Regions from separate parts of the Zea mays genome. Here region 2 is linked to region 1. The links are chromatin contacts, called in public Hi-C maps. All regions are on one chromosome and are shown on one strand. The core of a region is the stretch at or near the end of the contact, and the rest is flanking DNA. Distances in the headings are between cores, read along the strand shown. Region 1 holds the start of LOC100283594. Region 2 has its middle 17 kb from the start of LOC100275689.

Evidence for each region. Hi-C and Micro-C count contacts between places; a contact is called where the count stands out from the background.
Region 2: a contact with region 1 is called in a Hi-C map of tassel, with 4 times the contacts expected there. The contact joins the enhancer-like site here to the promoter of LOC100283594 in region 1. A contact is called at or near these places in 5 of 25 Hi-C or Micro-C datasets (ear, leaf and tassel).

The regions. Positions count from the first base shown.
Region 1 is chr5:142,599,372-142,604,999 of Zm-B73-REFERENCE-NAM-5.0, forward strand. It overlaps LOC100283594, which reads right to left and starts at 3,703. Exons shown (of 9, transcript NM_001156495.1): 1 at 3,272-3,703; 2 at 1,310-1,519; 3 at 164-455; 4 at 8-77. The coding sequence starts at 447.
Region 2 is chr5:142,728,636-142,734,401 of Zm-B73-REFERENCE-NAM-5.0, forward strand. No RefSeq gene overlaps it. Among protein-coding and RNA genes, the nearest start is that of LOC100275689, 17 kb to the right of the region's middle. Within about 2 kb of position 2,151, at least 16 of the 20 cell types and tissues checked have an H3K27ac peak or open chromatin away from gene starts, as enhancers often do. A contact at or near this core is called in ear, leaf and tassel, where this site is marked.

The sequences.
Region 1 (5,628 bases), core at 2,453-4,952:
AGCACACCTCCTCCTGAGCAGCTTTTCTAATGTTCTCTTTCGCTTGTAAGTTAGCATTCCTCAGGCTAGCACGCAACCTGCAAACACAATCAATTTTTTTTGCAAAAAAAAAGCAGGCTAAAAGAAGAAGAAAAAAATTAAAAAAAATCCAACACTGTCATACTTCTTGTATTGTTCATCCCACGACCCTAAGGTTGCTTGCCCAGACTGCACTTCATCAAAAGTAGGTAGCTGCTGAGCTAGAAGATCAAGCCGGAACTGCAGGGACTTGAGCAACTGCAGAGCATCCTGTGCAGAACCATTCAACCTTGGAAGAGAAGTTGCTTCCTCTGTTCCTTTCCCTGTTTTTCCACATGATTCAATTGCAGCAATGCTCTCCTCAAGCTGTGAAACAGCTTGGCTCCATTCTTTCTTCAGATTTTCAACAGCTTGTGTGACTTCATCCATCCTAATATCTGAATGGATCAAAATCAGCAGACTTATCATGCTGGCATGCAAGAGAGACAACTGACAACTTGTAACATAAAAAGGAGAATCTAGCTTTGATGCATGAATAAATGAGAAAAACCAGGAAAACTAAACTCACCAATATTATTGACGATAACCAAATATGTTATGTTAAAATCTTATATGTGTCATCAAGCTATGTAATATGTATTCATATAAGAGTGCAGATTATGACTTTGTCAGCAAGGCAAAATCAAGGCTACCAAGTTTCTAGTACTACTATAATTAGTGATAATTGCAATGGTTAGCACTGACAACCATACATGCCATGCATTCAAGTGACACGACAAGTGACAAGTCATCAGAAAAGAGGCCTTCAGATTAAATATACTGCATCTCCTACCAAGCAGTGCAAATTTACAGTAAAAATATCATTAGTGATAATGATCCAATGACAGATAAATTACTTCAAGTCTTAAAGAAACACTAACACCATGACCGATTGAATTGGTACAAACTAGAATTTGTTGTCCCAATACCATAACAACAATAAGTAACACCGTGGATCATAGATCTTAAATTCAGGGAACAGATATTGAACTCATTGAAGCAAGCAAACATATACTTTCTTGAATTTTGCAGCTGCATGTTGTCAGTGACCTATTAGTTGTAGACACATGACAACCACTCAACCAGTGTCAAAGGGCATACCTTGGGAGCAATTTGGCCCTTATATATATATATGCTATAACCGACAGTAAACAAATCTCTGGGTCCTTAGCATAAGCATGGTAGGAAAAAAAAAGTCATGGCTGACATGAGGCAGCTAATATAGGCACATGGGGTAGGCTTGTGGTTTTACCTTTGTCCTTTGGGAGGGGCGCAGGCTCTTCCTGTAGGAAGCTTGGAGACGTGGGCCCTGCTTCCCAGCGGTCGGGCGGATGGCAAGGGGTGGCGCTGCTTCACGGCGGAACGGCTTCACTTCCCTGCGTCGGAGACCCGATCAGCGGCTCAGAGACCAGGAGGGAGCGGCAGATGGGAAATCGAGTGAGGGGCGACGGATGATGATGGCCTGGGGACAGAGGTGAGGGGATGAGTGACGACGTCGTGAGATCTGGCGAGCAGAGCTAGATCGGTTGGGTTCAGATCGCTCAGAGTGGACGCTGATGCTATTTTTTGAGTTTTTCGATCCAGAATTTTGTTAGGGTGGATCAGATATTTTTCATGATTATTAGATCGAGCCGTGGGTTAAAAATGAAAACCCAGACCACCTGGCACCTGATACACTTGTCGGTGCATCCTAAGGGCTCGTTTGGCAGCCTGGTGAATTGCACACCGGCCAGCCACAACCAGCGGGGGCAATACCTGCATTACCTGTCCCACGTGTAGTGCAGTCCAGCGGGGCATAGGTTCCCTGTGTCCGTTTGGCAAAGATTGTTGCAGGTAACAGACAAGCAGTGCAAGAGGGACAAGCATGCACATCTACGAACAAGTAGTACAGACGGACAAAAGGCAGGTCACATGATAATACTTCTTAACCTTAACAAATAAGTATAGTAATTGAAATATGCAAGAATCACAGATAATTATAAACATGAACATGGAGGTACCATTGCTGGTGCTTTTATTTGACAATATAAATATTTAATTATTTTTAGAAAAATTCTATTTTGCACCAACAAAAGAATTTTACAAATCAAAAAGTCTGCAAAATGGAAACAGTAGCCCTAGCAGCTAGCAAGAGACAGATTGGTTGAGCTCTTCCTGCTTGTGTTCATTGTGTATGGCGATTCATTGATCATCAGAGATTGATTCTCTGTAATTCTCTAAAGTAAACTCAGTGACACATATAGGATTCCATGCATCAACTAAATGAGAAAATCTGCTTTTTTAACTCTCAGCTCCATAGTTCATTCTAGAGAACTGCTCGAAAAAGTTTGGAAAAATTATTTCTCAATAAAAAATTGTTTGATGATAGAGCTTCTTCTAAATTCAGCGTGAAAGATTCTAATGCTTTTCTTCCTTTTTCTTTAAAGAAAAAATATAGAGCTAGGCACAAATAATTACTAGAAGCTACACTCTTCGGGTCTAGAAACAACAAGTAATCTGAAAATGGAGGTCATCAACATTGCGCAGCGCTTGCTAAATCGCAGTTGCTCTGTTGGTGACGGAAAAAAAATTTATTGACACAACCACCACACCAAACAGCAGATGAGATTATTGTTGTCAGTAACTCAGCATCTAGCACTAATAGTATGACCATAGTCACAGTGCTGCTCATCAAAAGATGCATCAGCTTGATAGCACCAGAGAATAAATGCATGTGTTTGTGAGAAATGCAAACTGACATATAATTGAAAACCAAGAAATGCTAATATACTATGGTACAAGAAGAAATTTACTCTCACAACTACATGAGGGTTCCTTTTTAAAATACCAGTATTTAGTAAACTGTAACTTGATCTCAGCTTGGCTAGTTGCTCAGTTCTTAATAGGAACAAGAATATAAACTAAGCCTAAAGTGCGCTGTTTAAAAAATTAAGCCTGAAGTGCACTGTTTAAAAAAACTAAGCTATGTTTAAACTGCACGCACGGATGCACCGATCAATTTATCAGAAAAGACCTAATCAAAACAGAAAGATTTCTAGGTGGAGTTCTAGATTGCAAGTTTAGATTACACGCATGGATGCACCGATCAAACTAATCTATTCTACCAGCAAATCCTCAGCGATGATGCAAGCAAGCACTAGCAGCTTCTTCCATAACGAGAATCAAATATAGACAACAGATCTAAACTGAATAAGATAAAAAGGTGGAAGCTCACCAGATCCTCAGTGTCTTCTACAACGAGAGAGGTGGCGATATAGAAGCGGTGGGTGAGGGCGGATGGAGGGGGACTAAGGGAGGTGGAGCTGGGGGTGATGGAGTTGACCACCGGATCCGGAGGAGGAGCACCGGCTGCCGGATCCAAAGGAAGAGACGAGACGTTCCGTATGCGGCTTTCGGAGGGTAGCGACTGGATCTGGATGAGGTTTGGCGGTGAGCTTCTTCCTATGTGTCTTCTTCGTCGGCGCCAGTGGAAGGTCAGTCGTGTCCGAAGGAGGAGAGGCGGCGACGATGGAGACGCGCACGTGCGCCGGGGCGGTGGAGGTGAAGGTGGCGGCCGATATCTGGAGGACGAGACGGGGCTTACGTGCCCGACCATCCGGGGTGTGTTTTTCTTCCCTGTGAAAACCGCCCCGAACCGGGGTCAAGCTTCCCTTTCCGTGGACTTCCAAATGCCAAAATAGTAAGACGAGTCTTATGTTACACTGGGTGTGTGGAGGCTGGGTTTTGGCCGGTAAACCGACCGATTTGGAGCCTCCCAAACGAGCCCCGTTCGGCAGGCCAGCGTCCAAACCAGGCCAGAATCGAAAGCAGCTCAGAATCGAGTGATACATGTGTTGTCACTAATTTTTGGTCACTAGCCCAGGAACCAATCCAGGAGGTAGCTCATCAGGACTCGTTCCAGACCAAGAATTGAGCGAAGGGAATTTAAATCAGGTGGGTCTATTTCTGGTCCAGATTAAAACGAACGGCTCTAACAGACTGGGCCGGATTCTAAACCGGGTTGATTCATCCCGCCCGGAAAGAGGCTAGGAATAGACCGTTCCGGCCGAAACGAACGACGCCTAAGACTATCTCTGGACTCTCGTTATCCCTCCATATTTTACTTCATATTTCAAACTTCATTATACAAACAGTACAATTTGCTGTGTAAAACAGTGTTTTGCATGATCATTTATCGGTCTGATGAAGATGTCCTAAAAGGTTAATAAATGAGTCAATTGTGGATTTAAAATGGTTTATGCTTCAAGCTAACTAAGGGTCAGTTTAGTATGTCTCCGACTTCTCTTCAATATTAGCTCCTCTATAAAAGTTAGTGTTTTTTAACAAATTGTTTGACAAAACGGTTCTCTTGGCACAAGAGAAGGGCAAACTAGGGAGCAGAGGAGCCGCTATAATCTAGTTTTTTTTGCTCCGGCTACTCTCTATAAAAATAGCTCCAGCTACTCATTGTTCTTTGTTAGGGGTTCTTTTTTAGACTGTTTGGAAGGGCCCTGCAGGAGGCGAAGCTGGAACCGGTTTGGAAGCTCTTCCAAACATGCTCTAATATAATAGTACTAGAAATCTTATAGCAGTATACTACTAGATATATCATAGTTTTTTAGAAACACATTAATTCAAATAGCTTAAATATTAGTCATGGATATTATATAGAACATTGTGGCTAGAAAAGTAATAAATGAATAGTCTTATAAAAATATATATATCTTTGTAATTACACACCGTTTGTACTAACATCCTCAATACTACATTAAAAATTGAAAACATCAACTTTTTCAAAAAGTAAGATAAGTAGATAACATTATATACTAGACTAATACAAGTATACAACATGCGTCTCGACCCTCAAGTGTAAATTCGTCTTACAATTTCTTAGACCTTGAAAGTAGTGTCGGCATTTCGACCCCGAGGGGTCATTGGACCGACGAGTAAATTGTGGCTGCGTGTCCCAGTCCAGATGGGTCGGCGCGAGATGGAACACAAGGGGGGAAAAGGGAACCGTGGCTCGTGTTATCCTGCGCCCAGGGCGGATGCGCTTGCAGTAGGGGGTTACAAGCGTTCGCGAGGGAGAGAGAGAGTCTGTCCGTCAGCCCGTCCTCCCGCGCAGCCACCTTCTCGTACGAGGGTCCTAGACCTTACTTTTATAGATGTAAGGAGAGGGTCCAGGTGTACAATGGGGGGTATAGCGATATGCTAACGTGTCCAGCAGAGAGGAGTCAGAGCCCTATGTACATGCCGACGTGGCTGTCGGAGAGGTGCTAGTGCCCTGTGCATGTGGCGTCGTGGCCATCGGAGGAGCGCTTGAACCCTGTAGAAGCACAGCTGACGGGACCTTGCTGACGTCTCCTTGCTTCCGTAGGGGGCTGAGAACTGCCGTCGTCACGGGAGCACGCGGGGTGTCATCATTACTTGTTTTACCGGGGCGAGCCAGATGGGACGCCGGTCTTGTTCCCCGTAGCCTGAGCTAGCTAGGGGTAGGGCAATGATGTACCCCCCCTATGAAGTGGTCGGCCCGAGCTCAAGGTCGGGCGAGGTGGTGACTCCTCCGAGGTCGAGGTTGAGGCCGAGCCCTGG
Region 2 (5,766 bases), core at 901-3,400, 130 kb after region 1:
TTACGGGTCCATACAACACAGGCTAGATGGGATGCATGGCTTGTGGATAAAGTTGTACCACCTCTGCAGAGTGTAAAACTGATATGTCAGTCGTGCTCATGGTTAAGAGCAACCTGGACCCTCACATGATAATTGAACTTAAAGATAGAAAATAAATCGTGATTCGATGATTTATAAATTGTTTGCTTAAGTGGTTTCACTTAAGTGTTTTTGAGATATAATCATGTACTTATGTCTAATTGGGAATTTTGGGATACACTTACAATTAGTAAGTAAGGTGTTGTTAATAAAATATTCACTAATTAAAATGCTTACCGCTTATCCATAGACTACCTTATTAAACTTGCACTACTCCTCCCACTTGTTGAGCCCCGACTATAAGTGAGCTCACCCCTTGCTAATATTTTGATCAGAGGGTGATGAAGAAGACTTTGTCGAAGATGTTGACGAGTACTAAGTCTAACGATGCGTCAGTCATCTTTCTGTGGAAGATCACCCATGTTATATCCGCTGTACTTTGATGACGAAACTATTTAAGACATTTATGTCTGGATGATGTAATAAAGTTATTATACTATCTTTACATCTTTATTGCATTGTCTTTTGATATATTACACTTTGGTGACGGACTGACGCGCGCGAACCCTAGTTCGCCGGCTCGCCGCGCCCCAGCCCCCAGTGCGCCGCCGCGCCACGCGTCGTCCGCCGTCCCGTCCGCTGTGGTGTTGTCCAGTCCAGGCGTCCAGGGTCCGCCGAGCGCTTGCCCAGTGGCCAGCGCAGTAGCGTCCCAGCCGGCAGCCCAGTCTGCGTCCGCCAAGTGTCGAGCCGGCGCCGCCCAGCCTGCCGCGCGCGCCTAGCGATTGGGCGCCTCTCCGCCACGCCCCAGCCCAATCCCTGCAGCCTGCATACTGTAGGTATGTAGCTCCTCGCTCGGCTTCGCTTTCTTGATTTCTTCGCTCCAGACATGGACTACTCGTGCCTTGTGCTAACCGTGCTTTCCGCTGTTTGTCTGCAATGAACAGCCGGCGAGTCAAATTTTTAGTTCTGTGTGTGTGATTGTGATCTCGGGTTCACCTCAGAGTGTAAGGCAGTAACAATCAAAATGAAGAAGAGGCATAGAACATTGCAATCATTTTTTTCTCCAGCTCTCACACCCGTCGGTCCTAATTTGTATATCGTCTCATTGAGTTAGCTTTGATTTTACCAGTGGCAACAGCATATGTGGAGAGAGCTTTCTCATCTATGAATATCATTAAAACTGAGTTGCGGAATAAGACAGGAGACGAATAGCTTAACCATCGTATGGTGTGTTATATTGAGAGGGATATATTTACAAGCATTGATGATGCAAAGATATTGGATTATTTTCAAGGCATGAGAACCCACAGGGTGAATCTACCTAAGGTGAATCTACCTCGTACTAGTGGTATGTACCAATTATTAATATTATTAAATTTATTCAACATTACCTTTCAAGTCACGTTCTTAATATGATTTCCTTCAAGGTTCTGGAGCAAGAAGCACTGATGTTGATGTCGACATGATATATTTGGAAGGAGCTACATCATAACTTGTATATCATCTTTAATATCTATGACAACGTTGTTTCGCCGTACAATTTTTTTATATGCTACCATTAGAATTTATGGTCGCTTCGGCTCGGGCCTTAGCTAATTTCTGGATCCGTCACTGTCTTCCATCCAATTAGGTAGTTTATAAGATGGTAGACTAGCTTATATGCGCCTAGCAATTTGTTGGATCCAGGAAGTCTACGAGACATTGCGCCAATTTGCACCCACTGATACATTGGTGTACCGTGAGTGTAAACTACATTTAACCTACTAGTAGTAAAATATCATTGGTCAAACCCATCTCAAAATAACCAAAATGAAACGTAGGTGCCGTTTGGATCATATTGGGTCGTAAGGAATCCGTTAAAAAGAACCACAGCAGTTTTGTTAAATTTTAGGATTTTTTCCGCGTCCGTCTAAGAAAAACAGTATTTTTTTTTGTTTTGTTTTGTTTTGTTTTGTTTTTTAATTCTCGAGAATAGAGAGTCTATGGGCGTGTTACCGCGCCACAGTGTGGCGCGGTGTTAAGCGGCACACCAAACACGCCCTATGTTTACATGTTACAACTGTCACCATGTGGCGAATATATGTGCGTATTGGAGGCCCAAAACCCTCAATGGGCTCTTCTTACCTGAAGAGGCCGTGCGCTCTACTACAAACGGAAGTAAAAAAAGGGCCCGAATGGGAAACGGGAGGCAAACCAAGGGGCCGAATGCTAGCTAGCATCACAGCGCTGGTGTTCATTTGGTGAAACAACTACAAGCGTGATCCGTATGGTATGGACCGCTCGAATCTGTCGGCACGGGTGATAGATTTGTTCTCTGTTTGAGCACAGAATCACAGCCACTTGTTCACTTGTTGGTGGTCCTTTTCCTTCTTCCTCCTAATACTGGCGCTCTGTTTGTTTCCTGGACGTGCAGCAGGTGCAGGTGCATTCAAGAACCCTTGTTGACAATTTCGCTCCTACCAGCAGCAGCAGTAGTACTCGTGCCGACATCACGTAGGATCCTGCTCTGCAAAATCAGGATGAGCGGCATGTCTCTAGCAGCAAGATCGAGCGATACTGCAACTACATTGTTGTAAAGTTTTGGATTTTGTCCGGATTTGCCGCTAGGCCTAGAGGATTTGGATCCCAATCCACCCCATTTTATTTGGAAACCGACGTTTTCTTGTGCTGCTAAATGACGCGGGCAGATAGCAGAGTAGAGAGGAGAGAACAGTACAGAAGGACTAGGGTTTTTTTTTTTGCTCTCTCTTATAGTTTCTGTAGCAGCAGTAACCAGGCCATTAACAGCCATGGGCGTGTTCGGCAGGCTGCAAGCCGACACTGTTGCAGCTGTTTGGACTGCTGCAGCTGCAATCCATAGAGAGAAAAATACTGTAGAAGCCGCAGCCGCAGCCGGATTGCAGCCGCAGCAAGCCGCAGCGAACAAGCCGCATCATTCCTCCATGCGACCATGCACGGAGGCCGATGCATGGCACTGTTGCTGCCAGAGAGAGAAAGAGAAAAGAGAAAAGAGGGAGATGGAGATTAAAAAAAAGGCCTTTGGTAGCTTTTGGTGCATGCAATGCAACTGCAAGGGCTTTGGACTCGAGCTTTAGTACCCCTCCCGTCTGGCCCCGCTTGGGTTATAGTAAACTGTTTTGGATTTTTGGGTGTATTTGGTTTGATGTCAAAGTAGGATGAGTCGGGGGCGCCACTGTCCCCTTAATTTTTTGGATCACGCCGCTCCCAAAAATCACTCTGGTGTTCACCTCGCTCCCGCTTGACTCTCAATCAAACACTATAAAAAACATGACCGTCTCATTTCATCCCTCTTTGTACATTCAACCAAACGCATCCTAAAGCTGTCAAGGAGAATAGATAGATATTGGCCACCCATATGACCCCATCCATGTACTACACTACTGCAGCTGATGCCTGCAGCACTGACTGACAGCTGCGCCCTTTTTTCCGCCTTTGGATACTAGCAGCAACTAGCAAGAGGCATTGCGACAGACCTTCGTCACCAACCATATATAATATAGTGAGGGATACTATTAGCGCTCAGTTTCCAACAAGCAAAGCATGTGACGCTCAGTTTCGCTTGTGGACTGCGCCTGGAACGGTGGAGGCCGTAACTGTGACGCTCGTGCTGGAACAGAGTGGGAGGGGGAGGAATCTTTAGCCTAGCCGACAGTTCATTGGCTTTAGATTCGTCTCCAAGCCGAAACCATCATGATGGCAAGGAACACGGACGGGCTCAGCAAATAAAATAAATAAATAAATAAATAAATATCGACGAGCATCAAATCAATTGTCATGTACCGTACGTCGTTGTACTATGCAACAGCTGCTGGCTGCTAAAATTCTAATTGTTGCAGCCTTAAAAAACACTCGTGTTTTTTTTTGCACACGTGTAACGGTGTATCTGGACACTACCAATTCCCTTCGGATCAGAGGGAGGAAAAGAAATTAGTTTATTTTCTCTCCCTCTCTCGCTTCTCTCGGATTTCAAAGTGGATCTGAGTGCCCACAAACTCGTCTGAAAGAAACATCCACGTACGTACGTACACCCCTCCGTGCGCTGTAGTAGCTGGTGTTTAGACAGTCTCCAGCGTCCCCTAAATTCCATCATTTAAAGGAATATTCCTTTTCTTTATAGCACCCTCTAAAAATTCCACTCTCTATATTTTTTTCATCTCCAGTAACGTTCTCTAAATTCCATCCTCTATTTCTACAGTGTTAACAAAATCCATAAAGTACCATATTTGCATATAATTTGAACATGACGTAATTAACTAATGCAAAAATGACACTTGGACAATTTTGCGAACGTATATTAATTAGGAAATCAATTATCCATGATTATTGTATATATATTAATTCATGTTGGTTAACTCTAACAAATAATCTGTCGTTCGTTTGCCAACAATAAATTTGCAATTACATATAAAATGTCATTTACGTGTACTTAAATCAATTTCTGGTGTTCAGTTTACACCATGGTCTATGGGTCCCACAATTATCCATGAGTTAGGCTCTTTTCACAAGATATCGATATAGAGGCCAAAAGACCTAAAAAGAAGAAGAAGAAAAAGATACTCTTCAAGATATAGAAATAGAGATGAGTTGGATAAGGAAAATATACATTACAAAAAGGAGATACAAAAAATGTATTGAGAAGTGAGAACCATTGTTTTCAATGAAGATTTGAATATAAAAAAAAGTTAAGGCCCGTTTGGTAGGTTAGAGGGGCTACGAGCATCTCTAAGAGCTCCCCTATCCCTAATCCAACCACCATATTAGGAGAGTTGGCTTAAAATCTCTACTCCAATAGATCCCTCTTTTATCCTCATTAATTGGTGACCACCAAAAACAAGCCAAACTCCTCTCAAATAAACAGGAAGATGCAACTCCACCAATACAACTGGTGGCCAACAATCCTCGTCATTTAGAATTCTCTTGCGTCCGCCACCACTTGCACATACTCTGGCCTCTAGGCTTGCCATCCACCACCTGCTGCCCGAACGCTCGCCACCAGCATGGCTGTGGGCTGTGGCATTGTTGTGTCACTAGAGCTATGGTTGATATGCATATTGGAGAGACGTCGTGGCTGTTCTACATGGATGGGAGCAGGGTGGGGATGAAGGGATGGAGGAGTATACGGTTGGATAAGAGAGACTGGTAGAAGAGTAAAAGGGAAAAAATAAAGTATTAATATGTGACAAGTGGGTTCTATGTTTTAGGGAGGTTTATTGGTGATCTGTTGGAGTATTTCACTCAATATTCTGGAAAAAACACTATTGGTGATCACCAATACTATCCTATTAGGGATGAATTATTGGTAAACTGCTGGAGATACTCTTAGGGTGTGTTTGGTTTGGCTTTTGACTTTGTCTTTTGCTCATTAAAAGCCAAAAGTCAAACCAAAGGGATGGATTCAGGAAGCAGTTTTTTCTAAAAGCCGACTTTCTCGCAGTGCAAAACTGAAACCACCCCTGGACCTGCTTTTAGTGGCTTTCGGATGGAACTGTGAAAACATATATTAAAGAACTTTTAACAGCTTTTAGTGGTTTCCACCAAACGTTTTTTAGGTTTTTAACAGCTCACAACCCACAGTAGCTTTTTCCACAGCTCAGAACCCATAGCAGCTTTTTTTCACAGTCACAGCCCAACCAAACAGACCCTTAGTCTCTAGTATTTAGTTCCTTT